Regions from separate parts of the Mus musculus genome. Here region 1 is linked to region 2. The links are chromatin contacts, called in public Hi-C maps. All regions are on one chromosome and are shown on one strand. The core of a region is the stretch at or near the end of the contact, and the rest is flanking DNA. Distances in the headings are between cores, read along the strand shown. Region 1 has its middle 38 kb from the start of Gm34468. Region 2 has its middle 53 kb from the start of Gm34145.

Evidence for each region. A called contact is a pair of places that touch in the nucleus more often than the background predicts.
Region 1: a contact with region 2 is called in a Hi-C map of the N1E-115 cell line, with 2.3 times the contacts expected there. The contact joins two enhancer-like sites. A contact is called at or near these places in 2 of 484 Hi-C or Micro-C datasets (the N1E-115 cell line and nephron progenitors) and 1 of 9 other capture datasets (embryonic stem cells).

The regions. Positions count from the first base shown.
Region 1 is chr5:129,453,956-129,456,655 of GRCm38.p6, forward strand. No RefSeq gene overlaps it. Among named protein-coding and RNA genes, the nearest start is that of Gm34468, 38 kb to the right of the region's middle. Within about 2 kb of position 1,451, at least 160 of the 459 cell types and tissues checked have an H3K27ac peak or open chromatin away from gene starts, as enhancers often do. A contact at or near this core is called in the N1E-115 cell line, where this site is marked.
Region 2 is chr5:129,359,819-129,362,518 of GRCm38.p6, forward strand. No RefSeq gene overlaps it. Among named protein-coding and RNA genes, the nearest start is that of Gm34145, 53 kb to the left of the region's middle. Within about 2 kb of position 1,438, at least 2 of the 459 cell types and tissues checked have an H3K27ac peak or open chromatin away from gene starts, as enhancers often do. A contact at or near this core is called in the N1E-115 cell line, where this site is marked.

The DNA of each region.
Region 1 (2,700 bases), core at 201-2,700, 94 kb after region 2:
GACCCTGACTACCTCAGCACTTGTCCACCTGGACCTCTGTCACATGGTCCACATCTCTTCACTGAACAGGAGTCCTACCTGATCAAAGCTCCAATTATAGTCCTGGGACACACACTACTGAACTACACTGGAGTGAGCCTTGGGGGCTATTTAGATCATGGGCAATCCTTCATTTCCACTCCAATCTCATGCTGATATTACTGGGGTTCTACCCATCTTGTTCCTTCTGCACTGGGAAGAACCCATCCCCCAACCCCTGCCAGCTGCCTGGGTCTTGAGTTATGACACTTTTAATTAAATTACTTTGCCAGAGGCTCTTCACTCAAAAAGCAATCGTTCTAATTGCTCATTTTGAGATCTGATCTGTTACTTCCTTGACAGAGAGGCCTGTGGCTATGACGTTGGCAGAAATTAAATGTCTACATCTATATATCCTATCTGTACCCACAGGTGCATGCACACGTGCGCGTGCGCACGCGTGCACACACACACACAGAGAGAGAGAAAGTTTAAAGGGACTTTTCCTATCTACCTGCCACAAACCTCCAAGAAACCACACCTCTCTGGCTGTGAGCAGTCTCTCGTTCTTCCATAGGAAGCTGCCATGAGACATCTCAACACTGTGCTGCACAGCTTCTGGAGGGGAAAGACCCACCCCAAACTCATGGAGCAGTCCTCTATAGAGATTGTGATCCCTGCAGCGTGGACACCTCTCTACCTACCCTTGTGTGTGTTCCTCAAGGTTCTTTGAGAAGGACCCAGACCGTGAGGCTGGTTCCAGGTATACCCTGACCTAGGGTAGGAAGCAGTTCGGCAGCCAGAACTAGGACCGTACCAATTTCACCTGTGCAAATCTTGTCTCTGCAGTGACATGCTGTGTCACTTTGGCATGTGCCAAATCCCTCTGGGCCACAGTTTTCCTATCTGCGTGCTAGGCAGTTGATCCCACAGTGAGACCAGCAGGCTGCAGTGTGCTGTAAGGAGCTGTAAGCATGCCCGTGCCATCTGTCCAGCACGCAGGCCTGCCCTCATCCCCACTGTCTCTGTCCAGGTCTTTGCCAGCATGTGACCAGGCTGACCTCACTGTGAGTGGAAGAGTGGATGCAGCTGCACTGTGGCTTCCATGGGCCTGAGGTCCGTGAGCGCTTTCGTGAGTTCTTCCTCCATAAAACAGTTCTCAAATGACAGCTTGTGGCTGGTGAGAACAGGAATCAATCAATGTTATATTTTTTAGAATGCTTCCTTTGGCCCAAGAGCTCATTTTTCTTCCAATTTGAAGAGAAACTAAAACGCTTTAGTCATCCCCAAGTCTTCAGTCAGCCTGGACACACTCCAGGAAGATCTGCATCCAGCTGGCACCTGCCTGCTAAGACTCTTTCCTGCGGCTTCGAAAAGAAACCCAGAACAGATTGCAACCGGACACTTAGGTCATGTGGCCGTCACTTTAGCCAATGCCAGGAACGTGGGCTGGAATATGCTGATTAGTGGGCGTGGTTTGCTCTTCCCTTGATGGTTGTAGCCCTATTCCTTTCCTAGAATCAAGTGCCCTGAGCAAGGGCACCCCAGCCCCAAGCAAAAAAACAAAGCTTGCAGACAGCAGGTGAATGCCAGACAAGGCAGCTAGAGACCACAGGACGTGATTGGGATCCACAGCCCAGGGACTCTTTTTGATGGCTTGCAAAGCTAACTCTCTAGGGATGGGGCAAAGTCCAGGCTGACACACAGACATCCGCATCTCAGTGTGGGGTTGTCCCCAGCAGTGCCTACAGCCTCAGCAGGGACTATTGTGGTCCACCCCAGAGCAAGAATCTACTCCACAGTGGTGCTGTGTCTTCAGGGCATGTGGACACTGGGTCCCTTTGGTTCTGGGAGAAGGAGGAGGAGGAGGAGGAGGAGGAGGAGGAGGAGGAGGAGGAGGAGGAGGAGGAGGAGGAGGAGGAGGAGGAAATAGAAACAGAGACAGAGGCTTTGTGCTATGGGCTGGACCTCTCCTTCCTGGCTACAGCTAGAGCCTGAACCCTCTCTGGGAGAGAGATGATTGGACTTCCAGATGGAAGAGCCCCCAAGAGGGCATCCCTACTTGCTACTGGGCAGTGCCCTTGTGTGATTGAACACTGCAGGCTTAACTCAGCAATGGAGCCTCTATGAGCACCCAGTAGCTGCTTCTGAGCGCACATAGGCATGTCCTTGGTGCTTGGAGTGGTACACACACAGCTCTTGGGATGCTTATGAGACATCATCCCAGATTCCAGAAACCATATCCAGGTGTCCCCAGAGCTCTGAGCATGTGAGAGCATGTATGGACACACACTCACTCTTCACACACACACAATGCTGTGCACACACTCAGTTTCCCTAGCTATGCGACACACCACATAGTTTGCTTTCTTAGGCTAATACATGACTTCACTTGAGTCTTCTCTCTCAGAGGGAGGGACGGAGGGACGGATGGATGTCAGAGCTCATAAGTCCCTTCCCACCTGCCCTGGATAGAAGAGACCAGTGGTCAGTGGAGAGAAGGAGGTCATAGTTGTACTGTCAGGGGCAGAGGAAGATGGTCTAAACATGAAAGGCCTTCAGAGAGCCATACAAGGCTGCCTTGTATAGGGAGTAGCCCCTCCCAAGCTGGGGTTTCCACACAAGATGGTATACGGATAAAGGTCAACCAGCTGCAATATGTGGCTTTGGGGTGGGGGTGGG
Region 2 (2,700 bases), core at 188-2,687:
GTATACAAGTCTCCCTTTAACAGTGACGGGGAGGAGTGTGGTAGTCTGTGGCTGGCTGGCCCTGAGAGGTGAAGATAGCATTATCCAGTCATGCCTGATCTCTGCGTTTCTCCGGCTTCATTGAGGACCAAGGAGAATGAAAAGTGAACCCAGCAATTTTGGTACTACAAGAGTCTGTGGCAGACGCATAGCCACGAGCCTCCTCGGGGAACCAGAGAGAAAGGGGTAGAGGGATTAGGGAGGAGAATCTAATCACCCTCAACCTTAGGGCCCTCACCTGCTGAGTCATCTTTTTTCATCTGATAACTCTCAGACCAAAGATGGGAGAGGCATGTGACTGAGTAGAGTCAGCATCCTAGAGCTGCTGCTGTTAGGGGCAGAGCTAGTGCCTTGGTCTTTCTGGCCAGGGAACATTGTGGCTGGCAGAGTGTGAACATTTCTTCAATTGGAAAACAGAATTTGAACAACAAAGAGTCTCTCTCTCTCTCTCTCTCTCTCTCTCTCTCATGCCTCAGGCAAGCTCTGTCCTCTGGCTCTTTTGTCCTGAGCAGAAACACATCTCCCGCTCTTGCCTCTGCTCAGTCTGGCACCCAGCTCAGGGCAGGCACACACCACTGCCAGCCCCAACTAGCCACTGGGACCTCATAGCCTCAGATGCAAGCAGAAGTAGCCAAAGGATTGACAGGAGACTGAAGCAGTAAAGGCACACACATATCCGGGGGCAGGGTGGGCTGGTCCCAGATTATAAGCCCTGGTGGGTAGGGACAGGATCACAGGACCATGGTGCAGGGTGGGGGAGGGGTTGGTATTCAGGGGGAGGTGTGCACGGTGAAAGAGGTGAGTTAATGTGGGAAAGACTAGCCGGGAAGGGGTGAGGTACACTAGGCAAGGCGCGAAGGGTAGATACCTTGGGTCAGCAGGGGTTGGGCGCCACAGTCCGACCGAGGAAGTCGGGGCTGTGTGTGGACAGAAGTCAATCAGGACATATGTGTTCTTGCCAAGTAACAAACTGTCCCAAGTTTCAGTGTCCTGTGGAGGAAAGGAGTGTTCCTGGTGGGTGCTTTCCATCCATGGTCACATGGCTAGGATGTCACTTCTTGCCATCTTCCCATGGTAGAAAGACAAATGTTAAAAAAAAAAAAAAACGGGGGGGGGGGCATCCTGAGCCCTAGGGCTGTACATCACCATCTCCTCTAACATTTTGCAGGACTAAAGTTCAACCAAGCCAGTTATCAATGGAGACACGCTCTCCTCCCTAGGCGGAGAGCAGGCACATGAGCAGCACCAGTCTTTGGATGTAGTGTCATCATCTGCTGTTTGCTCAGGCCGTGTTCAGATTTGCTTAGAGAAGGCGGCTGGCTATACTAGTTACCTTTCTTCTGCTGTGACAAAATACCAGGGAGAAGCAGGTATTAAAGACAGAAGGTGTGGTGGTTTGAATAGGTATGGCCCCCATAGACTCATTTTTTTAAATGCTTGGCCCATAAGGAATAGCACTATTAGGAGGTGTGGCCTTGTTGGAGGAGGTGTGGCCTTGTTGGAGGAGGTGTGACCTTGTTAGAGGAAGTACATCGCAGTCTCTATGCTCAAGCTCCGCCCAATGTGGAAAGATTCTTGGCTTCCTTCTGATCAAGATGATGTAGAACCCTTGGCTCCTCCAGCACTGTCTGCCTGCATGACGCCATGCTTCCCGCCATGATGCTAATGGACTGAACCCCCAAAACTGTAAGCCAGCCCCAATTAAATGTTGCCCATGATAAGAGTTGCCTTGGTCATGGTGTTTCTTCACAGTAATGGAAACTGTGACAAAGACAGAAGGGTTTGTTTTTGACTCACCAGGATGAAGACTGGCTCCTGCGGATACCTGCTGGGCATCAGCTGTCTCCCATCTGCTGTGTCTCCATGGGGCCTGGGATACACAGTGCCTCATTGGCTATGTGAGAATCTGGGAGGCTGATGACTGTAAGTGTCAGTGAGGTTGTCCTGGGTCCTCAGTAGCCAGCTCAAAGTCTAGTGTAGCAAAGTCCTCGGGAAGGTGACAGGGGAGTAAGTGGGACAATTCACACACTGTGAGCTATGTGAGAAGGGTCCCAGGGGAATGCAGGAGAGCATAGCTGCAGGCAAGGAGAGAAACATGAGGACTTACCCACTGACAACCAGGGAGCACAGGTTGGGAGCCTCTGGCCCCATCGTGGATTCCCTGTTATGGCAAACACAAGCAAGGCAAAGATGCATTCAGTTAAAATGGGGTCTGGGCTTGCAAACCTCACACAGACTTCCCAACAATGGCTAGGAGCTGTTCTGGGCTCATCTGTCCTATGTTTGGTGAAAAGTGACATGATTTGTATTGAAAATGACGCTAGAAATAATGTGGTCAAATGCTACTAGGGAAGCTGCACATGGAGGCACACACCTTTGATTCTAGGCGGAGGCAGGTGGGGCTCTGTGAGTTCAAAGCCAGTGTGGTCTACATAGCAAGTTTTAGGCCATGCAGGGTACATAGTGAGACCCTGTCTCAAAACAGAGAGAGAGAGACAGAGACAAAGAGAGACAGAGACAGAGACAGAGAGACAGAGAGAGACAGAGAGAGAGACAGAGACAGACAGAGTGACAGAGACAGACAGAGAGACAGAGAAAGAGACAGGGAAACAGGGAGAGAGGTAGGCAGACAGACACAGAGTCATACATATATATTTTTAT